Linked DNA regions of Mus musculus: regions 2, 3, 4, 5 and 6 are each linked to region 1. A link is a contact called in public ChIA-PET and HiChIP or PLAC-seq data. All regions are on one chromosome and are shown on one strand. Each heading gives the region's core, a stretch centred on a gene start, on an enhancer-like site or on the middle of the called end of the contact. The rest is flanking DNA. Distances are from core to core; before and after follow the strand shown.

Region 1 (4,124 bases), core at 640-3,139:
GTGCACACGAACAAAGGAAGGACCTAAGGAAATGTTCAACATCCTTCGTCATCATGGAAATGCAAATCAAAACAACCCTGAGATTCCACCTCACATCAGTCAGAATGGTTAAAATCAGAAACACAGGTGACAGTAGATGCTGGCAAGGATGTGGAGAAAGAGGAGCACCCTTCAACATTATGAACTAACCAGTACCCCAGAGGTCTTGACTCTAGCTGCATATGTATCAAAAGATGGCCTAGTCAGCCATCACTGGAAAGAGAGGCCCATTGGACTTGCAAACTTTATATGCCCCAGTACAGGGGAACACCAGGGCCAAAAAGTGGGAGTGGGTGGGTAGGGGAGTGGTGGTGGGGGGGATATGGGGGACTTTTGGGATAGCATTGGAAATGTAAATGAGGAAAATACCTAATAAAAAAAAAAGTGGAACACTCCTCCATTGCTTGTGGGATTGCAAGGTGGTACAACCACTCTGGAAATCAGTATGGCAGTTCCTCAGAAAATTAGACACAGTATTACCTGAGAACCCAGCTATACCACTCCTGGTCATATACCCAGAAGATGCTCCAAGATGGAATAAGGACACATGCTCCACTATATTCATAGCAGCCTTACGTATAATAGCTAGAAGCTGGAAAGAACCCAGATGTCCCTCAACAGAGGAATGGATACAAAAAATATGGTACTACTCAGCTATTAAAAATGACAAATTCATGAAATTCTTAGGCAAATGGATGGACCTAGAAATATCATCCTGACTGAGGTAACCCAATCACAAAAGAACACACATGATATGCACTCGCTGATAAGTAGATATTAGCCCAAAAGCTTGGAATACCCAAGATACAATTCACAGACCACATGAAGCTCAAGAAGAAGGAATACCAAAGTGTGGGTGCTTCGGTCCTTCTTGGAAGGGGAACAAAATGCTCACAGGAGCAAATATGGAGACAAAGTGCAGAGCAGAAACTGAAGTAAAGTCCATCCAGAGCCTGTCCCACCTGGGGATTCATCCCAGATACTGTCACGAAACACTGACACTGTTGTGGATGCTAAGAGATGCTTGATATAGCTGTCTCCTGAGAGGCCCTGCCAAAGCCTTACAAATATAGAAGTGGATGCTCGAAGCCAACCGTTGCACTGAGTTCAGGGTTCCCAATGGAGGAGCTAGAGAAAGGACTCAAGGAGCTGAAGGGGTTTGCAACCCCATAGGAAGAACAATAAAATCAACCAACCAGACCCCCCCCACCTCCCACCCCCAGAGCTCCCAGGGACTAAACCACCACATGGCTCCAGCTGCATATGTATCAGGCATCAATGGGAGGAGAGGCCTTTGGTCCTATGAAGGTTCAATCGATGCCTCAATGTAGGGGAATTGAGGGCAGGGAAGCAGGAGTGGGTGGGTGGATGGAGGAATACCCTCATAGAAACAGGGGGAGGAGAGATGGAATAGGGGGTTTCCAGAAGGGGAAGAAGCCAGGTAAGGGGATAACATTTGAAATGTAAATAAATTTAAAAAAAAAAAATCAATTGAAATTGATTGCATTGCTTAAAGGCAACGGAAGAGAGACGGGATTTATTTGTTTTATTTAGTTTTTCTATTCTTCCTTTTTTAAAACTATTACTTTTTAATTTTGCATGCTCACTCGGTGTGTGTGTGATATAAGGCAAAAAAGGTGGCTGGAGAGACAGCCGTGGGTGCTGGGAACCGAACTCTTATATTTTTGGTTGTGAGCCTAGCCTTTAACGGCTGAGCCATCTCTCCAGCCCGCCCAGGAGGCACATTCTCGAGCTCATGTAGCTACAAGGCGTGGCCGTACGTCATTGCCATTGATCTTTCGTCATTCCCCGAATTCCTCTCAAAACCAAATACAAACAAAACCGAACTCTTGGCGGCGACCATTTCTCGCCGGCCGACTACTGATCGCTGCTTCGCCCGTGTAACACTAGCAAAATGGAACAGAAGGGTCGGGAGAACTGAGGACATGGATTGGAAGAAGGGGGTCGTGTCAGGACGGAAGCGTGGCGTGGGGAGAAGACAGGAGGGTCGGGCGTGTGCAGCTCTGCGTGGACAAGAGCGTGTGAGCTGCACTGGTGCCTATGCGCCCGAAGGACGCGAAGGATGCGATCTGGGTGCGTGGGCGTGAGGGTCTGTGAGGAAACTGGGTCTCGGAATGGTGTCAGTTCTAGAGATGTGTTTGGGGGTGGCGTGTGGCCGTGAATTTGTCTTCGTGTTGAACTTAGAAAAAAAAAAAAAAAAAAAGGTGAATGTTTTCCAGGAGAAAATTAGGAATTAAAGAAAAAAAATGTGTAGACCAGGCTGTCCTCGAACTCCAGATCCTCCTGCCTCTGCCTCCTTCAGCAAATCCTACCGGCCTGCGCCACCAGAACCGGCGAGCGTTGCTGCTGCTCCGATTCTACTTAGCTATGTATTCTATGACATCACCGCTTTCTCCAACGAGGAGACTATAGGGTACAACGCCCAGCAGGCCTTCGCCCCAAACCGCACCGTCAACCTGGCTCATGAGGTTCTCCGCCAGTCTCACGCACACTTCCCGCCTAACGTCAGCCACTCCTCACTCTAGGGAACCGCAACCTCATGAGCCCCGAAGCCTCTTTTCGCCCCGCGCCCCCTGCCGGTCACCCCAGCAAACACACTCCCGCACCTTCAGGCGTGCATTCCTCTGAATTCTCTGTATTCCTCCTTGGCTTGCGCTCTCTTGCAGTGCCCAGGGCTTTTTCTAGGTAAGCAGACACAATGGTCCAGGTAAAGAGACTGCAGAATTAGATCTCTAGTGTGCTGGTGAGGGCAGGGGAGTGTGATAAGGTCTCAGGGTGTCTGCTGGTGACCCTGTGTGCTCCGATGTTTCTTTCATTCATTTCCTTCCATTTGTCCTCATCTTTCTTCCACAGTCCGGAAGAGCCATCTGCTTTTCAGTTGGTTCACTTTGGTGTTTGTTGCATGAACTGGAAAACTCCAAAAGCCTTCAAATGCTTAAAATGTTAGTAAAACACTTCTCTGTGAGTGTTTGTGAGGACGTGTCCGGTGAACATTATTAGACTTTGAGGGGGTTAAAGGAATGAATGGGTAAATCCCTGGGCGGATTCAACATAGGATGGCATTTTGAAAGCACAGGTAAGAGATTGTGACCTGGTGGAGTCAGTAGTTAACACACAGCATATCCTAAGAGCACCATTGCACCCCGGGGCCTTCTCTGTATATCCCACTTATTGTATTTAATATGAGATGCTTCTCTTTCCTCTGTACCTTCAATTCATAATTTGTGCCCAAATTCTTACATATTTATTTTAAATTATTTAATATGTAATAATTATTTTCTTTAATAACATTTAATGTTTAATAATACTAATAATTTTTAAAAATACATTTTATTTCTTTCTTTGTTTGAGTGTTCCAGCTGCTCTACTGTGCCTTCACGTCCTGACATTCTATCTTCTACTTGCTCCATTCTCCTAAGGAAGGTTTTTCATTGAGTCTTCTCAATGTGCGCTAGGTTCACAAGAGAGCCACTGCGATGAAAATGAGAACACAGCCACTGGACTGAGTGATGCCCTTGCATGTACAGAAAACTTGCTACATCCCTTCAGCTTGCTAAGCCTTCCCGGAGGCCTTGAAGGAAGGACAAAGAGACCATAGTGCAGTTTGGTCTCTACCAAAATGCCACGGGTGACCTTGCAATACTCCCCAAGGGGTCCTCCCCTTCTTTACATAACAGCCATTTAAACTCAGCCTGTGGGTCTAGAATAGCCTTTAAAACATATGTCACCAGGCAGAGCTGTGTCTGGCTAGGGTCTGCTCTGGTCTGGTTCTCTCCACCAAGACTGGAGTCCTCACACAGTAAAAGCTGCTGCTGTCTGAAGGCGCCCCTTGTCCAGAACTGTGAGTGTCTCTAACAAATGAAATAATCAGGTTTCCAATTTTATCTCCATTTCATCCTGCATTTCCTTCAGTGTTTATACGTCTTTACTGAGTGCACCTCTCTGGTCCTAGAGAGTTCATTACTCCATTCAGCTTTTGTCTTTTCTTGGACCTCAGTCGGGACTTTATTCCTGTCCTCTTTTAGTGCATTCAAGGGGTTGTGACCTCTTAAACCCCCTTAAGC
Region 2 (4,124 bases), core at 915-3,414, 790 kb after region 1:
TTTATAGAGACTGAAAAGCTTTCAAATTCTGCTAGCTATTTTGGGCTTGAGCTACTAAGGCACAGTGTATCTATCAATAAGGAATATTTTTCTTTCATTTTTAAAATAATAATCAAGTTGAGATTCCAGATGGAATCTACGATATATGTGAACAGACTTGGGCTTCTAGTATCTAGTTCTCCTTGGACTATAATGAGAATGCTCCTTATTCTACAGGAGATGCACTCTGCAGTCGGTCAAGGCACCTTGTCTCATGAGAAAATCTTGCTTGTCATTCCCACTACTGATTCCGACCACATAACACTTCCACTCTTCACCCAGAGCATCAGGAGCTACTTCTGTGCCCATTTGCTCCTCATAGAAAGTTCATCATCCAGTTCTATGAGTTTCTGACAGCTGGAAAGGAGATATTTATCTTCATCTTGACACAGCCGTCTACCTAGGAAGCATCATGGAAAGGAAGCCAAATTAACATTCTTAACAGCAGTTAGGAACTCTGAGCCAAATACCCTTAGGGAACGTTCTCTGTGTGGCCATCTCAGACTGACCTAGATATTGACAAGTTATATGCAAAGTAACAAAGGAAGAGATGTGGTTATGCTGTTTCTACTCATTGCTTGGTGTGAGTTCATAGTCATGTTTTCCATTGAAAGCAAAATCCTACCAGGTAGCACCAATAAGAACAATGCATGGTGTTAAAAAAGGGCTCAAAGAGATGAGATGAACACAGAACACAAAGAACATGAAATGGTCACAGATACCTTCTCCACCTGGGCCAGAATTAAAACTCCCAGAGATAGAAATAAAGTGATGGAAAGGTGACTGATGAGAAGGGAGAAGGGCTGCACCAGATGAATTCTCATGACTTTCTCTGGAACATCTACCTACAGCAAGGAAACACATCTCTTGAAGAGTCTAAGGAAAGCTGGGTCCATTTTCCTGGGTGATCTGTACCAGTCATCTCCATCTCACAGCCACTCTCTCTAAGGGTCTTTCAGTTCTCTCTTCCCATCACTCCTGCCCTTTACATCCCTGGAGATCTGCTATCTTCCTCCCTCCTTTCCCATATTCCTTAGTCAGCCACACACCCTGCTGCAGACCATAGACATGCAGAATAAAGTAGTAATGGTGAGCTCTGTTCCCTGACTCAGGGCCTGTTGGGAGGGACTGAAGGAACTGATTGGAGCCCTATCTAGAGAGGGACCAGGATCCAGATTTTCCATGCTTTGAGTAGAGTTGCAGATATCTTCTCTTCTTTCTCAGCCTCTCAGCCTCTGAGAATGGCAAGCACAGTTGTGAGTATGACTGCCTCTGCTTCTCTTTCTTTATTCTGGGCAGCTCAGATGGGAGCAGTAAACTCTAATAGCAGCAGCACAGACTCACCTGCCTCTAGTGGGAACACTGCTCCAGACAGTGGTGGCTGCTTCTGCTGCTGCTTCTTAATCCATTTTTATGTTATATACATAAGTGTTGCCCACATGTCTGTAAGTGAACTATATGAATGCCTGGTGCATCTGGAGAATAAGGAGATGGGTACCCTGAAACTGCAGATGTAGATGGTTAAGAGCTGTTTTATGTGTGCTGGGAATGGAACCTCGGTCAGATGCAAGAGCAGAAAGTAGTCTTGCCACTTGGCCATGTCTTTATTTTTATCTTCTTTATCCTTCTCTGTGAGATGGAATCCTCTCTCCTCTATAAATAAATTGCAACTCTCATGATGTTCTTCTTTTGTGTTCCTGCTGTCCCCACATCATGCACCATGAGCCTTCCTAGTCAGGAACCTGCTCTGATCAGGGATCTGTGGTGTTCTCTTTCCAATTTCCACAAGTCTGTGACAAGATTTCTCTCCTATAAAGGCTGAGCATGTACATGGTATTTCTAGCAGGTGACACAAACGTGAAACTTACCTTAGATTGCATGATTCTCATGCTTTGTGTGAAGCAGTTGCTTTTTGAACAGGTCACCTCCATCTTTCAGTCAACCTGTTTTTTCTAGATCTTTGTGGGATTCAGTCTGTTCCCCAGAAGAACAAAGACATTCATTGCATTTGTTGTTGCTACTGTCCGAGTAAAGACAAATACTTTTGTTTAGTTAGCCTTGGGCTTTGTATGGCTAGGGTCCAGATTCCAAAAGTAAACTCAGCAAAGAGAATCATTATCTGGGAAGGCATTGTGCAGATGTAGCTGATTTTAACAATTAAAGATAAAATGATCAGGAGGCTGAAAGCTGCTGTCCCATGAAAACACAAGGCTCCTGAGCCCATTGTGTGATACTGAACCACTTGGGCTAGGGAAGTGGCACAGTAGTTAAGGGCACTTACTGCTCTTGCAGAGGATCTGGGTTTGATTCTCAGCAACTACAACCAAACATGGTGGCTCACCTTTGCCTGTAACTCCAGTTCTAGGGGATACAATGTTCTCTCTTGGCCTTCAAGGACACCAGGAAAATTTATGGTGCACATCCGTAATGCAGTCAAATCATTTGTACACATACAATAAAACACATCCAAAAAGGCGTTAAAAGTAAGCCACCTCAAAGACAGACCCAGATCACCTTCCTAGGAGGACAGATCAGGCCCCAAGAAATTCCACAGCAAGTGCAGTCATTTTTTGATCATTTCATTACTTCTCTGTCACTCAAATTAGAGTGGTAGCTTGAAAGAGACATCAAGATATTTGAGTAATTGGTCCCCAGTTGGTGGCAGCTATTTGGATAGGTTTAGGTGGCATACTCGATGAAGTAAGCATGCCACTAGCGATATGTGTAGCTTTGTGACAGGAGCCATCTAGGAGAGGCAGATGATCTTCCTGAGATGGTTTCACTGTGAACGTTAAAGCATGATGAACGAGCCCTTTTCAGGCAAGATTAAAAGGGACTACATTTTAGGAAAGATTCCTGTTGTTAATATGCCTTTTCTACTCTCTATCTCTCTCTCTCTCTCTATCTATCTATCTATTACTAGTTATTAGTCTACCCACCCTACTGGGCAGATAATTTCTTAATTCTTAATGATCATCCTATAAGAATTCCTAAAATTACACTAGTAATTATTAAGACCTTTATAATAGAACTGCCGTTAAAGCCCTCTTTGTTATGAAAACTGCATTTAGGACTCTTCCAGTCTTCACATGTCACCAGTTAATTACTTATGAAATAGAAAGCAGGCATTTACAACTTAGAACACATTCCATGAGGTTGTAAAACAATTAACCAAAGATCATTAAATGAAACTAATGATTTATTGTAGGTGCAAAGACAGAAAATTAAATGTTGACTGGGTTTATCTTTATAAACCTTCAATGCTAACTTAGTCACAAGAATGATGATTGTTAATTTTCAATGAACCTGTGACAAATAATGAACTTCTAGTTAGATAACAAGTCTTAAAGAAGACACATGTAAATATCTCTGTTATAAACTTCTTATTCAATTTATAATTTGAATTTATGTTTGAAATTTTAGTGAACTTTTATAAAAAATAATAAAAAATATGCTCATAAATCTATTTCTCTAGAAAAGGTACAAAACAATCCCCTAGGAATGATTACATTGTATTTCATTATATTACAGCAGAAGGAATCAGAAGGAGAGAGCAAGATGGGGAAGAGAAAGGAACAGAGTAGAGCAACCTAGAAATTAAGAGAGCATATAGAAAGAACAAGATGATCATGTGGTTTTTGTCTTTGAGTTTGTTTATAAAGTGGATTACGTTGATGGATTTCTGTATATTATAGCATCCCTACATTCCTGGGATGAAGTCTACTTGATCATGATGGGTGATAATTTTGATGTGTTCTTCGATTCAGTTTTCAAGAATTTTATTGAGTATTTTTGCATCGATATTCATAAGGGAAATTGGTCTAAAGTTCTCTTTCTTTGTTGGGTCTTTATGTGGTTTAGGTATCAGAGTAATTGTGGCTTCATAGAATGAATTGGGTAGAGTACCTTCTGTTTCTATTTTGTGGAATAGTTTGAGGAGAACTGGAATTAGATCTTCTTTGAAGGTCTTATAGAACTCTGCACTAAACCCATTTGGTCCTGGGCTTTTTTTTTTTTTGGTTGGGAGACTATTAATGACTACTTCTATTTCTTTAGGGGATAATAGACAGCTTATGTGATGGTTT
Region 3 (4,124 bases), core at 1,012-3,511, 750 kb after region 1:
TTTCGCTTACTTGATAACACATTTATAATGAAAACTTAAAACGTAGGTCTTTGGGTTTTATGTTGTTCTTGCTCAAGATAATATTTACTTTGTAATCCAGGCTTCCCTGGAATTCAGTAGGTAGCCCAGGCTGGCCTTAGATTGGGGGTCCTCTTGACTCAGCCTCCCCAGTGTTGGGATATCAGGCATGTGGTACCACCTTTGGCCCTAAACGTTGTTCTTTAATCCAATGCTCATAAGCCAAAGTGCTTGGAGTATTATATCATTGAGCTTTCGGTGTGAATGTGATAAAGGTCCAAGTTAACAAGTGGTCAAATACGTTCAGAGTTCTCTTCTGTTAGTTTGTGTTAGAATCCACAGATGATATCAAAAAGGAATTCTGACAGGTAGAAATAGAACTCATTCTCTGGCTGCAGGATTTCTCTCTCCGAATGTGTGGTTAGCTGGCAGATAATAGAAGACAGTAATATCTCTTACAAGCAGTTGCCTTATCCTGGCACCTAACATCAGGTAAAAATCCTTCCCGAACCCCAGTATTCATCACACATTGTATGCCTACAACTGAATGAAAACACCGATTGCATGAGTTGCCATGGGAAAGGAAGATACAAGCTCCCATTACTTAAACGGCACCTTCATCCCACCTCAGCAGTAGGAGGAGACTATTGGCTTTCTAGTCAGAAAACAACCTTTAGTCAATCAATAAAGATTTGTATACTAATTTCAGTGTATAATTTATACCATTCACAGCAAGGACCTAATTTAACAAGGACTCTTATAGAAGAAATAATCATATTTATGGTAAAAGTCAAGTAAAAACAATATTTATTGCACAAATAATGAGTGACCGGTTGAGTAAATTAACAACTGGCATTAGCTCCTACATCTACTACTAAACACCAGCACTTCCTCACACTAAGCTAGTTCAACAGCTGCTGGCTCTACTACCAAGCCCCAGCACTCTTGACTCTGAGCTAGTTCAGCCACTCAGATATTAAATCACACTACACTCACCCTTATCCTACCCATTGAAAGATTTCAGGCTTACTTACAGACACAGTCTGTCTTCCCTCCTCTTCTTATACTTTGTTCCTTTTTTTCCTGAGTCTGGGTTTCTCTGTGTTTCCCTGGCTGTCCTAAAGCTCACTCTGTAGAGAAGGCTGACCTGCCTCTGCCTCCCAAGTGTTAAGATTAAAGGTGTGCACCACCACCACCTGGCCTTTTCCTCTTAATTTTATAAAATAAAAGACATTTTATCTGTAGTTGTCTACAAAAATGAGTTATCAATTAAACCTAAATAATTCAATTTACTGTAGTAGCCAAATACAAATTACAATTTTTCTTTTTTCTTTCTTTCTTTCTTTCCTTCTTTCTTTCTTTCTTTCTTTCTTTCTTTCTTTCTTTCTTTCTTTTTTTTTATTAGATATTTTCTTCATTTACATTTCTTTTTTTTGGATTTTTTATTAGATATTTTCTTCATTTACATTTCAAATGGTATTCCCTTTCCTAGTTTTCTCTCTGAAAGTCCCCTATACCCTCCCCCCAACCCTGCTCCCCAACCCACCCACTCCTGCTTCCTGGTCAAAGCAATGATGGACAAGAAAGTCTAACGTATATTCAGTCATACTGAATATACCAAATTTGCTTTAGATAATTCACAAAGCACTTCAGATTTTTGCAGTACTTCAGCAACACACATAAAAACAATTAGTGTGTGCTCTAAATGGATGCATTTTCGCCCATTTTTTTTTTTTTATGGATTGGATTCTTCATACATGGGAATCTGGTATGATTTTGGCTCTACTCTGATTAATTCAAGGAAACTGAGTGACTTTATTACTCCTCCTGAGTTAACTTTATATGGAAGGCAGATAATATAAGTACTACAATTAGTAGAAAGCATTAATTTAAAGCCGTAGCATGGAGAACAGCTTATACTAAAGATGTAGTATCAGCTAGTTGTTATCTTGAATCCTACTTGCTTTCCTTCTAAATAAATGGTCTTGGTCTCTTGTATTTTCTTATATTTGAATGGCTTTACCCTCTAACCTCATTCCTCAGTACATTTAATTTATATTTCTGAGCTAAGCCTGGCATTCTGTCTCTATAAGCATCTACCCACCCCTGTTACCTTTAGGCTTCTTGCCACATGACTTCTGATCAGGCTCGTCATTCGCAGGCTTCATCTTGTCATCAAAAGTCATCTCCAAATTCCTGCTAAGAGTGAAAAACTGAAACAGTCGAGGACCTCAGCCAACTGCCAGTGTGCGGAGCTTCTGTTGCAGTTTAAATAGCCGCTCTTATCTAGCAGAGGATGACTCAACCGTCGCGGGAGGAAAGGAAGCTTTGCTTCATATTGGAAAGTTGGCTAACACAAATTCTTAGGTTGTGTCTCTTGTGGGTGGGGAGAATTATATCCAGTCATGCTTCATGACCTTTCACTAAGAAACAGACAGCAGGGGAAAGAGGGCTGACCACGACAATTATAGGAAAGATACTGCAGACAAATCAGATAAGGGTTTGGAAGTCAAAGAAGCACATTCTTCAAGTTAGGTGATTGGACTGGATGGTTCGACTTGTTTGTTCACATTTTTCTGTTTGCTGATTCACCAAAGCAGATTGTCGCTATATGGTGTCTGTTTTATAAGCACCATGTTTTACTTTTAATAGTTTTAATGAGCAATCAGAAATATGACTTAAGTCACATAGGATTTCCATTCCTGGCCCTGAGTGCTGGAGTTTAGGGGAAGTCTTGAGTACAGAGACTTTAAACAGCAGCAGCAGCCCAGTAGAAATAGCTAGAGTAAGTCTTAGATCTTTCCCTGGGTCTGTCATCTCAGGAAATATTTATATTGAATCTACATATTTGTCTGGAGTTTGAGGATAATGTATGTTTGATAACGTTCCAATGGCCAGGTATAGTGGCATTAACCTGTAACCAAACACTTGGCTCAGGTAATGTTTCAATAGGAGCTTAGATGTAAAAATGACAGGTTTTTGTAGTTGGAACATAAAAGTCAGAAATAATAGTTAAAACTGCTACTAATTGTAGTATCCAGGATACTTAAATTGATTAGAAAAGAGTATGTTTTACTCTGACCTATGCCTTGGCTTTTTATACCTATATACACCATGAAAAGATATGTCTCTGAAATTACTTATACTTTTTAACATGTGTGTGTGTGTGTGTGTGTGTGTGTGTGTGTGTGTGTGCACTTGAGCTTGCTTGTATGTGTGCAAAACACAGATACAAGTGGAGGTCAGAGGGCAAATCAGGTATTGGTAGGCCCTGGTCTCTCACTGATTAAGGAAAGGTCTCTTATTGCCTGATACATGCTCCAGGCTAGCTGATCTGAAAGATTCCAGATTCCCTCCTATCTCTGCCCTCCATCTCACAGTAGGAGTGCTAAGATTATGGACAGGACAGGTGTTTGACCAACTCTCGAGTTCCTAACTCAGGTTCAGCCCTTGCATGTGTTTTTGTGAAAGTAAAGTAACCCTCTTATAGACTAAACAATTTTTTTTGAGTTTGAGTATACAAGACTCTAACAGAGAGGAAAAAGTGATGGGGGGAAAGGGGATAGATTGATTGTTGTTAGGGTTTTGTTTGTTTGTTTTGGTTTGTTTTGGTTTTTTTCTTTTGAGACAGTGTTTCACTGGGTAATCGTGGCTTGGGAACTCACTATGTAGTTAAGACTGGCTCAAACTCACAGAGATCTTCTTGTCTCTTCTTCCCAAGTCCTAGAATTAAAGGCAATACCATACTACCACACCTGGACTTTTCTCTTGTGCTTAAATCTCTACAGAGATGTTTCCAGAAAATGATAAAGACTTGAAAAAATTCAGAATGCTCCATGACACCTGATGTCACACCCCAGTGGAATTTCATGTCTTTAAGCCTATGTTCTCGGAGGTACAACCTAAAGTGTAGCAAAGGTCACAGAACACATGTGACTGTACACAAGGAATTACTTCAGGAACTTGAGGAGTGTGCTGAAGCCTCTCTCTTCCTGTATCTGCCTCTGTGCTCATCATTTAAGATTTAAAGAAGCACTCCCTGGCTGCCTGTAGCTCTTAGTTAGGAGTGGGGTCCTATGAGACTTCCCATTTCCATATTAGCATGT
Region 4 (4,124 bases), core at 412-2,911, 660 kb after region 1:
GCCTGCTTTCTTATGAACCCAGACTTGCCAGCCAAGGAATGATAACACCACAGTGAGCTGAGCTCTCACCCACCAATCACTAACTGAGAAAAGGCCTTACAGACCTGCCTGTAGTTTCTTAATTGAGGTTCCTCCTCATAGATGACTTCAGGCTTTGCGTCAAGTTAACATAAAACTACCCTGAACATCTTCTGAATCTTCCTACCAGCCCTCCTACCATATCCTTTATAAAGTTGTTTTCATAATCCAAATGCCTAAATGGCCAATAAACTGTTAGTCCTTTGTATCACTTAATGCTGAGAAAACTTTCTGGTAAAAAGACTGTGATAACTATTGATCGATTTCTATATTGAGCTTTCCAGATGAGAATGGCATTTCATGGGTACAACCAAGTGCCTTAGTATGTTGAGAACAGAGCCGAGAGAAACGCATTGGCTCTCACCTACCTTTATGCAAACATGGCTTGGTTTTCTTTAGAAACTATTTGTTCAAATTATATCAACATATCCTTTGTAAAACTTAATAGATGCTATTTGAAGGAGGACAAAACCACCACAGAAGGCTACCACATTAAAGCAAACTAAAATAAATCCAACAGCATCTCTGGAGAGTTTCCCTTTCAAATACCACTGTCATCTTCACATCTAACCTCTAACCTGAGAAGTTACCTTACTTTTTCAGGTTGCCAGCAGAAAGACAGCGATCAGCCGGCCAGATCTGTGGATACCTCAAAGATTCTACTCTCATCTCAGATAAGTGCGATAGCTGGAAATATTTTATCTGTGAGAAGAAGGCATTTGGATCCTGCATCTGAAAGATACAACTCAAAGCTACCTGTTACACAAGTGTTTGAAAGAGGCCAAAGAGCAAACACAGGAGGAGATTGATGTGAGACTATGAAGGCAAGCTTGATTTTTTATTTACACTTGGCAATAGTCTGTAACGCTTTGCAGATTTCAGTTGACCTTGTCCATTGTGCCAAGGAAAAAATTGATTTAGAGCTACAGAAGATCTGACTCAGTGAGAACAAAGAAGAGAAAATAATTTCCTGTGTGTTTGAAAGTCCAAAGTGACGATCCATACCACACCGAGATCTAGCTGTCCTTGTGGGAGTTTTTATGCAATCCTTGGTTTGTACTTTTAGTAAACAATTCTATCTACTATACTTACAACTGACAAAATTTTCTTCAGGTCACCTTCCAGTAATTATAGATCATAAGATCACACACTGAGAGGAGAGAGATGGATTTCTAAACTGTAGTATTACCACCAATCATACGCCAGGGGTCCTTTGGCTCTAGGTAAAAATGAGCAGAATGGGGACCTCCAGTGTTTTTAATCTTCTTCTGAGGCCCAGGGCCTGGGGGATGACCTCACAGATATAGAGATTTACAGTTTCTAACCCTTGGAGCTAGGGGGCTATTGCTCCGGGATCTGAGTGCTCAGGTTGAAGGCTTATAGCTTTTCGTTTTAATCACTACTGGCTCTGGGTCTTGGCAGCTTTTACAATCCCTAACCTTTAGCAGCAATACCAGACAGCAGTCAGTAGCAGCAAGCAGCTCCCACTAGTGTTATAGCTCTTGGATGGCTTTAGGGTGGTGGGGCATTAACTCTGCAGTGACTACTATTACAGTCCTCTGGTCTAGAATGCAGGAATCTCCCATCAGCCCTTGTTGGCTGTTAGTGTTACAGCTCTCAGCATAGGTTTTCTGTGATCCTTGGTTCCAAAGACTGCAGCTGCTTGGCACTCTTCCAGGTCTCCAAGCCCGTGTTTCTCCTTCCTGGTTGGCCACAGTCTTCTGTCTTTACTCAGCCTTGCTTTTCTGCCTTCTCTCATTTCTCTAACTCTACCATTCCTCAGTCTCTCTGTTTCTGCTGCCCATCCTTTCTGCCATGACCCATCTCTGGAATTTTTCAGGTGTTCTCTTGTCTGTCGACTGCCACGGTAACTGCTGTCACCACTAGAGCTGCTTGCTCTGCTTGGTTGCCTTTGCTCCCATCTTGTGCTTCTGCATCTTCTCTTTGTGTTAGCAGCTCAGGCTACTCTTCTAATGCAGGGCAAAGGAGGAGAAAAAGGACCATTCGGGAAGTCTTTTATTGGTGTTAATGTTACAGCATCAGGAGTGTCAGAGGAGGGGGTGTCCTGGCTGACTCTAAAACTGAACTAAACAGCCCATTTAATAGATAAGAAGTGGGTGTAGTGCGGGTGTCTGCACCTTCACAGTAGCTCTTCAAGGACTGTGTTTGCACCAATCACAGCACAGACTCTTGTTTACAGTCACAGATCTTCCCTAGGTTCATGGTTGGAAGTGCTCCCTCTCTGGCCCAAATGAGAACTGCAGGACAGGCTGGGCCTTGGGCAATTTGCCAAAAGGCTTCCCTTGCTTAGTTAGAGTGCTGTTTTCCATAGGCTATTCCAGTTGTGGGAGCAGTCACAACTGGAGCATGTCTTCAGCCATGGGGTGGTGGTATTCTTCAGTAGCTAGAGGGGCTTCAGAGTAAAGTGCCCAAACTGCTGGCTGGACTGTCATGAGGGCAGTCTGGCCAGATGTTAGTAAAAAGGCTGCTTGGCTGATAGCTTGAATTCACGTTCACAGACAATAAAAGTGTGTTTACAATAAATACTTAATAAAACCCCAGTACATGACAATTCGAATAGCACTTAGCAGTACTTCATAAAAATGAACATTTAACAGGGTTTAACTTCTGCCCCAAAGCTGTAGAGTCATTGAGTCCCTCTGATCTGCCTCAGAAGGAACCAGGGCTTTTTCTGTCTATGGTGCTTTTCAGACTGCAGAGTTCTGCTGGGAAAGGTACTCTTTGAATTTCATGTAGGGGAAGGATTAGCATGGACATCAGCATGTCCCATTGTGTAGGTGGAGCCTTCCATCCTATTGCTCACAGATCAAACGGCTCAGTCTGCGCTGACAAGATGAACAAGATGAACAACCTAGTTCCTCTAACTGCCTGTGTCTCAACCTTCCTGCTATAAAACTGTAATACAATTCACTTCAAAATACTGCTTAAGAACACCATCCAAATATTACATGCAAACTATAAAAAATGATACTTTAGATAAGAAAGGGTAAATGAAAATGAGTGCTATCTACCAGAAGAAAAATTAGCTAATTATAGTTATCATGTTCCGTACTTATAATGTGTCATCTCTAAATCATACTACATACATAACATGCTCTTAATAAATATTTGATAAATTCAGTATGATTGTATCTAATCTTTTATTCTGACAAAAAGAAGCCTAGAGGTACAATATTTCCATCTTTCCCTTTACATTAAAAAGGCATAACTTAGATAAATGACAATAATGAAAATGATGGTAGTAATGATAATAAAACCTAATTAACTGAAGTAGCAGAAATTATTTAAAGGAAACTAGGTTTCCTTTGACTTGAAGTCATTTTTTCAGTGGCTTGGTCCTGTAGCATTGAGATGATCATGTCTTTGTCTTACTTTTATTTATTTACACTGATGAGGTGGTTTAAAAGGTGGAAGCAACACACACACACACACACACACACACACACACACACACACACACTCAAAAAAGGGAAAAGAAATTTCTTTCATTTTATGCTGATCCTGGGAGAGTCAAGAGCCCACAGACTGTCAAGGTTGTAGGCTGTTTGGTTTTCACAGCTGGCAGCTGGTAGCTAAATATACTATCCTGGAAAACAGAGGAACAATGGTGATTTTTAACAGTGAAGACTGTTTGTCTCTGAGCTTCTTCAAAGGCTTGTCATCTGGCTATGTTTAGAAAAAGGATGGGAAGCATTGACAATTCTTCCCAAAAAAAGTACAAGGAAACTGAATGCAAACATCCTGCGGCTGATGTTATCCACCCTGTATATATACGGGGCTGTATTTACAAGCCAGAGATTTGTGGACAGTGCCGCTAGCTCAGTTGCCTACACGATCGCAGGCAACCATGCTGCACTTACCCAGGTGGAGCAGTAGGGAGAGTTCTCACTGCAAACTGCCAGTGATCCAGGATATCTGTCCAGTAATTAGCCACAAGAGGACCAGTTTAATGCCCTAATCCTACCAATGATGAATTAGGTGCTTTTAATCCATCTCAACGAGTGAACTTTTTAAAAAGAGAAAAA
Region 5 (4,124 bases), core at 989-3,488, 590 kb after region 1:
CTGTGTGGGATATGAGCTGAACTCAGCGTGCTGGTTCCTGTCAATAAACCTCCTGTGATTTGCAGCTGAAAGAAAGAAAATTAAATTCAAGACTTCAAAGCCCTAGCCAGAAAGTTTATTCAAGGTCCATGACTCATGCAGCTTGCTAGTTAGGAGGGCTTTTTGGGCTTAGAGCAAAGAACAAAGGCTGTAAAGTCATCCCAGGAACCAACTAGCCATAAAGAGAGGGAAGACATACAAGAATGTCTGGACTGGCCCAGCGCCTCCCTATCTCCCGCCCTTCTGATCTAAGTTAAATGTTAACCAGATGCTCTGCTGTTACCTCGATCTGCATGTACAGTCTGCTGATGTTTAAATGAGCCAATCATGTGAAACCACGCCAATTCCTCCCCCAGTCCCAGACCCTTTTCTATAAAAACCTCTAGCTTTTAAGCCTCGTGGTCGAATCCACTGTCTCCTGTGTGAGATGACCCGGAGCTCCACCATTAAACTACCTTGTGCATTTACATCAAGTCGGTCTTTTCGTGATTCTTTGGGTGCACGCCAAATTGGGAATTGAGTGGGGGGTTCCTCACTAGGTTCTTTCACAGCAAGGACGGTCTCTCATGAGTTCTTGGGGGGTCTCGTCATCCTGAGACTTGAATGAGAGTCTCCCCTCTTCGGGAGTCTTTCAAAACCAAACAAAATTTTCGTATCCTTTCTAGCTATAATTTCAAGAGAAAAAGCACCTTATTACTTGCTGAACCCAATAATCACAATCAGAGATTTTTCTAGGAGGAACAACTGTCAGCTTCTTTACCATAGAACTTGAGAAGCTGCTGGGCCCTTTAAAAGCAGCATGGCAGGTAATCAGCCCCTAGCAGGGCTTCTCCAGCTGTGATTGACTCCTAACTATAGGTGCAGGGCTCCAAAGGACAATTAAGACTGCCTTTAAACAAGCTAAATTAAATCAGGGGGTGGGCAGCCAGCACATAAAGTTTTAGCCATTTTTTTCTTTTCAACACTAAACACGAACAACAATCATTCAAACAACGAAACAAAAACAGGTGTAAATTGACACACATGGACAGATTGGTGCACCAAGGACAGACAATAGACAGAGAGGGAAGAGAACTTGATGTCCTAAAGGGACCTAGAACCAGGACTAAGGATATCTCCAGTAGGAGCCAGAGAGGAAGCAGGATGTCTTCTGATTTCCTCCTGTCCCAAGGAGAGCTCTGAAATAGCTTATCTCTTTTGCTAACATGTCCTGGACAGGGGATACCTGCTTTTCTGAAACCTATTCTCTCTCTCTCTCTCTCTCTCTCTCTCTCTCTCTTTCTCATGTCATTTGAATACCATTTCTACTTCTGGGCACCATGGACAGCATAAATCTACTTGTGCTAAGAATTTTTCTAACATCTGTTTTTAAACCCTGCTCCTCTCACCTGATGCAACTCTTGGCTGTGGAGAAATGGCTATATAGAATTCCCCTGTCCCGTTGAGCTGTTACCCCTAGGTGAAGTTGGCTTCGGGTCAACACCTCTTCAGCCCAGCTGTATGCCCTTAATACACCTCCTGCAACAACAGCCTCCCTAAAATAAACTAACTAGTGTTAGCATTAATGTTGTTCATTACTGGGCAGGATACCATTACTTCTTCTGTTTTCTGTGGAGCTCCACTCAAGCCAGTGTTTCTCAGTGCTTCCTCCCACTTCCCCATTTTCAGGCCTCAAGCTATGCACCACCTGTAGCCATCCAGTAGCCACTGAGAACTGGGTTAACCTGAAAGGGGGGCTGGGAATGAAAAGGACTATGGGCTGCAAGAAAAGGATGAAGCCAAGATCAAGGCAAAGTTTAATTCTGCAGCTCCAGGTAAAAAGGGAAGACCACAAAACCCAACCTTTGTTTAGGCTGTATTATGTTGCAAAGCAAGCTCAGTGAGCTTATTTCAGGAACTTGCAGGTGCAGCAAGGCGATAACTCCACTTGAGCCTGCTCAAGGTTGGGGGAAGGGCATGGTGGTGCACCAGGGAGCATTTGAGATTTGAATCACTCCGATTATTTCCCTGTTTCAGAGTTTAATCATATGCTGTTTCTGCACTGTGTGGTAGGAGCAAATTGCGCAACTCGTATGAAGCTAATATTATCCAAGCACAGTTTAAAAAATTACCTTATGTAAAGAAAAAGGAAGAAATATGAGGAAGAAAAGTGTTCCTCTTTCAATCTTATTTATTCTTGTCTGAGGCAATAAACTGACTGTGGCTCATAGACACATATTTGAGAGTCTGGCATAGTGGTTTTTCAAAAGGAAATTTGAGCTTGTGAGGTTAGCCACAGTTTACAGAGGGTTGAAAGTCTAGGTAGGCTTACTTAACTGTCAGCCCTCTCACCTTTTTCGAAGGACATTTTCTGGAGCCTTCTTTGAATATTCATCAATGTCTGAAGAAATTGTTTATGCAAATCTCAAAATCCAGGACCCTGATAAAAAAGAAGAAACCCAGAAGTCTGACAAATGTGGGGGAAAAGGTAAGATTTTGAGCCATGGATGAGATGGCAGTGACCACAGATTCATGCAATGTGAATTTTTAATTTTTATTTCTTTAAATTTTAATATGCCATATGAATTTTTGTTCAGCCTTTCATTTAAACCCCAAATAACAAAGTGATTAAAAATAATTTTTTTCTTTAAAGCATAAGGTATTTCTTTAAGCCATTGTAATACAACATTGTATTTTACATTTTTAATATTAAATTAAATTGAGGTATGTGGAAAGAGATTGTATTTTCAAATGACAGTGTTTTATTGTGAAGGTTTTGTTTTGTTTTGGTGTGTGTGTGTGTGTGTGTGTGTGTGTGTGTGTGTGTGTGTGTGTGTGAAGCCATGGAATTAGGACTATACCTTATTCAGGAAAGTCATGGGCTTATATGTTCTTGCTAGATTTTTGAACGCAAACTGCTTGAAGTGTAGGAGAAAGACAAAGAAGGGGAGAACATTTTTTATTTTTAAATCTGGCTTCTCTCCTCATTGTTCATGGAGCTTGCTCTGATCCAGATCTTCAGGAGTTTCCATATTTTATCCTAGCATTCAAATCTCTACTCTTTGTCTTAAATTTAGGTTAAATTTAATCTGTGTATGTGTGTGCATATGTGTATGAACATGTATGAGTGTGTGTGTGTGTGTGTGTGTGTGTGTGTGTGTGTGCACGCGCATATGTGTACGTGTGTGTATATGTGTGCTTGTGCCACAGTGCTTGTGTGGCAGCCTGAGGACAGTTTGAGGAGACAGTCCTCTCCTTGCATCATGTGAACCACCAGGAATTTCCCTTAGGTTATAAGGCTTGCAAAGCAAGTACAGTTAGGCCCTGAGCTACTTCTGAGTCATGTCTCTACCTCATTGCTGTGCCTTTCTGCTGTTTTTATATTGCTGAGCATTCCATTTTAAGATTGCTCTTTTGGTAGATCTAAGGGAGTGGTTCTCTAATCTCAGATATCCAGTAAGATTGGAAGTTCAAGGCCTACTTGGGCTATGAGAGAGTTCAGAGTCAACCTGTGCAGTCAGTTAAGTGAGATCCTGTCTCAAAATAAGAGGTAAGAAGAGAGCTGAGGATACAGCTGAGTGCTAAAGCACTCATTTAGCATATTCAAGGCTCTACTCTCAATACAATATAACACAACATGACATACTCAGCACAACACCCAAAACATATCAAAACCTACAGGAAATTCCTTCACACTGTGCATTCTCTGTGACACATCCCCCTGGTTTTCACTATCCCTGTGGCTGAGCTGGTTTTGTTCTTCTGCTTGTCCTGGCTTGATTGTGTTCTTTGATGGAGCACTGGAGGGCTCTTCCTAGGTCTCTTGCTCTAGTGTCACTCTACATGCATTTCTAAGTTATCTCGTGGCTTTCACTCTCAAGTTCCTATCTATCTATCTATCTATCTATCTATCTATCTATCTATCTATCTATCTATCTATCATCTACCTATCTCTATCATCTCTATATATCTATTACCTATGTATCTATCATTTCTCTATTAATCAGTCATTTTGCACTTTGTTTCCTGTCCTTTAAAATGCGTCTAGATGACAACAAAAACACACACACCTTACTACTCTGTTTTATTAGTAGCCACAGTAGTGT
Region 6 (4,124 bases), core at 956-3,455, 570 kb after region 1:
CCACCACTACCTGCCTTGAAGAGACTTTTATCAATAGCAAACCAGTAGAAATTTCAGCATGAATGGGGAGGCCCTCCCTTGCAAGCCCCATCCTTGTTGGACTGACAGCAGATCCTTGCAGAGGGAGGAAATGACTCTCCTTTGTAGACATGGTTACAAATGCTAGAGGGTTAACAACAGCAGAATGAAGGGTGAGAACTTGGGAGGGAGCCATTGCGGATGGTACAGGGGAGATGGAAACGATCTAAATATATTGTATAATAGTATGAGATTTTTAAAGAGAAAAATATTTTTTTAAAAAATGAATGTGGTTCATCAAATAAGATGAAGGGAGTGATGGCAACGCTGGAGAATTTGCTAAATTTGACTACAGGTTTCATGAGAAAAGCTGAAGCAGAAACCTGATCAGAGTGGATTCAATATTAGAGAGGCCAGGTCCTGGGGTGTTGCTTCAAGGTAGAGCTTAGCATACACAAGGCCCTGGGTCCAGCTCCAAACACCAATTGTCCTCATGGAAAACTAAACCAAACCCAATAAAAACCAAGTACTTTGAGCTGGAGATGTAATCTAATGGCAGGCCATATGCTTAGACTACATGACAGCCCAGAAAGAAAAGGAAGGATGGATGGAGAGGAGGAAGGCAGACTGGCAGGGAGGGGAGAGAGAAGATAAGCAAAGAACACATTTCAAGGTTTCTGAATTAAGCAGTAACCATAAACACTATGCAAAGGAAGAGTAGGGGCTAATGAACTAAGTTATGATCTACTGTGCTGCTGATGAAGATGCTGCAGTGGAGTGTGAACAGCAATGGCCTATGAGAGAGGAGAGCCTGATGACAGAGTAAGAGGATATAGGATCTTCAGTAGAACCTGAACACTTCACTGTCTGGAGAGTCCGTGTGGTGGTAACGGTGGGTGGGCTCGTCTCCCACCCATTGCTTCTATTAGAGTAAAGCTGGAATCAGGGTTCCATGCACCTGTGGCCCTGAGTTAACAAATGCAGCTTAGCATACCCCACTTTGCTTGCCCCTCCCCACCACCACTATAGCTGACACAATTTTGACACAAATATGGTGCCTTACAAGATCTTACCGTTGACCACATACACCCAGCTCTTCATAAAGCTTTATTTGATCACCCTGACTCAGAACCCTCCTTCCTCCTGCTTCAAATAGAATGAATTTATGCATAGCAAGTCCTCTAGAAACAAATCTAATCTATTTTTTTTTTCAGGAAAATATCCCAGCTGGTACTCTGTTTAAATGTAATACATATTTATCAATAGACTAATCTAGGAGGTAAAGCAGGTGGAGGGGTCAGGCTGAATAGCCAATACCACTATCAAGTGTTTTTAGTAGAAATTGATCACTTACATTTTCTAGGAAAACTGAAAAACCCCCAAAGAAGAACAGCAACAGCACCTCCTAGCAGGGTCCAAAGGGTCAGCACTTTCTTCGCATCTGTACATAAAGCAAGCAGACAGGTCACTACCAGAGAAAAATAACAAGCAAACAAAACCTCCATTAAAAAAGCCATAATCTCTGTATCCTATACACAACTCAGCCATTGATCTATTAGGAAAAGGGAAAAGGCACTCAGGTGTGACTTTGGCTTTTGTCTGTACAGTACTTTGTCACTTCCAAGAGCTGGGCAAAACACTCTCCAGCAAAGCTTGAAGAACAAAAACACAGTCCCCCACCTTTTGTGGCTTTGGGGGGGGGGCGCGGGTGGGTGGGTTTGGTTTGGTTTGGTTTTAATAAAATGTCTTCTGTTGTGAGGAGGGTGGAGCGGGAGTGTATCATCTTCACTTTTAGTCTTGAGCCTTTGTTGATGATGGCCACTTTTTCTTAAAGTTCACCTCTGCCTCACAGGCAGAGGCTACCAGTCTTAGCTTTCAATGAAACCCAGTCATCTCCTTACCGAACATTAACCTGTGATGCCTGCGTTCATGGCTTGTCTGAGGTAGTCTGGGTGAAGTGTCGGTCTGCATAGAAATGGTGCTCCAGTGACTACAGAGATTGAGAAAATTCTTAAGCGGAAAGGAGAACTGATAGTTGTATCCGTTGTCTTCAAAGCTCTAGACTCGGAGGGCTGAGTTTCTTTGGAATCAAGACTAGAGCAAGATTGATAGATGGGAGAGATAGCACCACTCCAGCGTGATGGTTCTGCATGATGGGCCACAAGACATCTCACTGGCCCTGTCCTCTAACGGTAGCACGCTCCAACGGGTGTCTCGCTAGCTGCCCTGATTGGCTGCTGGTCGCCATGGGGAAGCCTGATTAGCATCCTCTCCCTTCAGCTATCCAGTCAAGACTTCCCCTTCCCTGGTCTTTGTATAGTGTCTCCCGTGTAAACTATCTGATAAAGCCCGTGTAACTTTAGAGTTGTTTGAACTAACTGTAAATCACACTTATCCTTTCTTGATCTTTGAGCCCCACATCCAGTTTTACTTTGCTTTTAATCGCTTTCTCTTTACTTCCAACGGTCCGGTGAATTGTATTGTGAAACTTGGCAAAGTAAACTCATGGTAAATTAAGGTTTGTTTCCTACACAGGTACTATCCTCTTTGCAGAAGCTCAGAATGATGTATTCCTACAGAAGCTGGAATCATGCCTACAGATTCCCGTAATTGAAGAAGGAATTATACTTTTTTGTTATCTTTAATTTCCCCCAAACACTGAAACCATTCTTCATCTTGTATTGGGGAATTGAAAGATCGGATTAAGGAATATTTAAATTCCATTGTAATTCAAACATAAGAAACATCAGCATGCCCATATTTTATATGTGGTGCCACACATCTGTAAAATCTGATATAAGAAGATTGTTAACTGTCTAAGTTTGCTTTTCTGTTGCTGTGATAAAACCTTCTCACCAAAAGCTACTCAGGGGAGAAAGGGAGAAACCCATCAGAGTGGCTGCTTCTGCTCTGTTTCCAGCAGGGAACTGAGCCAAAGGCAGGGTTTATGCAGTGTTTCTTGTGGAGCAGAGTTTTTTCCAAGGTCAAGATTTTGGTGGGATTTCAAGTCCTGAGATTGGGGAGTGGGGTGGAGGGAGCAGGGATTGATTTTTTTTTTTTATTATCACCAATTGGTGAGTTTCTGTGGCAAGCTGAGAATTGGTGGGATTCTGTGTTTTTTGCCTTGGTCTTGGGGTCTGGTCAGGATCAGGGTCTTTCTTTAGCCCCTTTACCACACAGAGATGGTTGCTGGAAAACCCTCAGAAGCACAAGGGTAAGCAGAAGGGCCCCTGCACAGTGCAGGTACATGCCTTTGGTGAAATGCTCACCTCTGAAACATGAGGGCCAGAGTTTGATCCTCAGAACCCAAGTAAATAAAGCTAGGTGTGGTATCATGATGCTTTCATAATGTCAATACTAGGGAGGTGCAGGTCTTTGGGGGTAAGCGTTTCTACTCGGATGGGAGGGTATCCTGGGACTCAGAAGCCCAGGAACCAATAAAGCTCTAAAGGGAGAAGGTGTCCCAGTGAAAGGGCATCGGGAGTCATGAGGGCTCAGGAATGACAAAGGTCTGAGGTGGGACAGTGTCCTAATGGAAGGGCATCTTGAGTCAAGGGAACTCAAGAACCTGACAGCTCAGGGTCCTTCATGCTGTGGCTGGCCTATCCAGGGCTTGTAATGCCAAGTCCTTTGTGAGCACGACTGAGAGTTACTGCTAGTGAGTCTTCCTTCACCGCAATCTCACAACTGTCATTTTCTGTTGGAAAAGTGAAAATAGGAGAGAATTAAAAATATATATTAACCTTATAAATAACTTTCAAAAGTAAAATGATGTCTTCTAAACGGTTTTGCTCTTTTATCTAATAAGGAAATGTTCCATGATTACTCTAAACATATTATTTTAAGTCTTTATGTCACTCATCTTTTGTGCCATACTCCTTTCATCTGGCTCGTGTTTTCCTACAGTCAGATTTTGAAATGAATTATTTCAGAATGAATATTTCAATGTTTTACACACCAATTAGAGACAGCTTGTTTTTGATAGTTAAGAGTGTGTGATATTTAGATTCCAGTTCCTTGGAGGTGAATTAATTAAAAGTACATGATGTTATATAATGCTTGAACAGGGTCTGCAATGGCTTGTGGCAATATTGGAACTTGGTCTG

What was found. ChIA-PET counts read pairs in DNA pulled down with a chosen protein or histone mark. HiChIP or PLAC-seq counts read pairs in DNA pulled down with a chosen protein or histone mark.
Region 2: a contact with region 1 is called in an H3K27ac HiChIP or PLAC-seq map of extraembryonic endoderm stem cells. The contact joins two enhancer-like sites. A contact is called at or near these places in 1 of 484 Hi-C or Micro-C datasets (forebrain) and 3 of 115 datasets of contacts at active chromatin or transcription factors (the 230-238 cell line, extraembryonic endoderm stem cells and large pre-B cells).
Region 3: a contact with region 1 is called in a FOXA1 HiChIP or PLAC-seq map of pancreatic cancer cells. The contact joins the promoter of Olr1 here to the enhancer-like site in region 1. A contact is called at or near these places in 10 of 39 promoter capture datasets (the 3T3-L1 cell line, 3T3-L1-derived adipocytes, the C10 cell line and 6 more), 3 of 115 datasets of contacts at active chromatin or transcription factors (large pre-B cells, pancreatic cancer cells and pro-B cells) and 2 of 9 other capture datasets (liver and macrophages).
Region 4: an H3K27ac HiChIP or PLAC-seq map of microglia shows a contact between it and region 1, with 6 times the contacts expected there. The contact joins two enhancer-like sites. A contact is called at or near these places in 1 of 39 promoter capture datasets (neutrophils) and 2 of 115 datasets of contacts at active chromatin or transcription factors (large pre-B cells and microglia).
Region 5: a contact with region 1 is called in an H3K4me3 HiChIP or PLAC-seq map of pro-B cells, with 8 times the contacts expected there. The contact joins the promoter of Clec12a here to the enhancer-like site in region 1. A contact is called at or near these places in 2 of 15 datasets of contacts at CTCF or cohesin (large pre-B cells and stem cell-derived epiblast-like cells), 9 of 484 Hi-C or Micro-C datasets (the AML12 cell line, the HPC-7 cell line, cortical neurons and 3 more), 14 of 115 datasets of contacts at active chromatin or transcription factors (the 230-238 cell line, acute myeloid leukemia, astrocytes and 8 more) and 1 of 9 other capture datasets (adipose tissue).
Region 6: a contact with region 1 is called in an RNA polymerase II ChIA-PET map of memory CD8 T cells, with 5 times the contacts expected there. The contact joins the promoter of Clec2m here to the enhancer-like site in region 1. A contact is called at or near these places in 1 of 15 datasets of contacts at CTCF or cohesin (large pre-B cells), 5 of 484 Hi-C or Micro-C datasets (B cells, CD4 T cells, Th1 cells and 2 more), 9 of 115 datasets of contacts at active chromatin or transcription factors (the 230-238 cell line, T-cell acute lymphoblastic leukemia, epiblast stem cells and 5 more) and 1 of 9 other capture datasets (liver).

The regions. Positions count from the first base shown.
Region 1 is chr6:128,758,407-128,762,530 of GRCm38.p6, forward strand. No RefSeq gene overlaps it. Among named protein-coding and RNA genes, the nearest start is that of Klrb1c, 28 kb to the right of the region's middle. Within about 2 kb of position 1,890, at least 357 of the 459 cell types and tissues checked have an H3K27ac peak or open chromatin away from gene starts, as enhancers often do. A contact at or near this core is called in 3T3-L1-derived adipocytes, the AML12 cell line, B cells and 22 more, where this site is marked.
Region 2 is chr6:129,552,022-129,556,145 of GRCm38.p6, forward strand. No RefSeq gene overlaps it. Among named protein-coding and RNA genes, the nearest start is that of 1700101I11Rik, 21 kb to the left of the region's middle. Within about 2 kb of position 2,165, at least 2 of the 459 cell types and tissues checked have an H3K27ac peak or open chromatin away from gene starts, as enhancers often do. A contact at or near this core is called in extraembryonic endoderm stem cells, where this site is marked.
Region 3 is chr6:129,504,904-129,509,027 of GRCm38.p6, forward strand. Olr1 (oxidized low density lipoprotein (lectin-like) receptor 1) reads right to left here and starts at 2,262. Exons shown (of 8, transcript NM_138648.2): 1 at 2,132-2,262. The coding sequence starts at 2,204.
Region 4 is chr6:129,421,545-129,425,668 of GRCm38.p6, forward strand. It overlaps Clec9a (C-type lectin domain family 9, member a), which reads left to right. Exons shown (of 7, transcript NM_001205363.1): 7 at 682-3,220. The coding sequence ends at 814. It also overlaps a transcript of Clec12b not described here. Among named protein-coding and RNA genes, the nearest start is that of Clec9a, 15 kb to the left of the region's middle. Within about 2 kb of position 1,662, at least 103 of the 459 cell types and tissues checked have an H3K27ac peak or open chromatin away from gene starts, as enhancers often do. A contact at or near this core is called in microglia, where this site is marked.
Region 5 is chr6:129,348,006-129,352,129 of GRCm38.p6, forward strand. Clec12a (C-type lectin domain family 12, member a) reads left to right here and starts at 2,239. Exons shown (of 6, transcript NM_177686.4): 1 at 2,239-2,506. The coding sequence starts at 2,416.
Region 6 is chr6:129,329,576-129,333,699 of GRCm38.p6, forward strand. Clec2m (C-type lectin domain family 2, member m) reads right to left here and starts at 2,206. Exons shown (of 5, transcript NM_199034.4): 1 at 1,920-2,206; 2 at 1,373-1,459. The coding sequence starts at 1,989.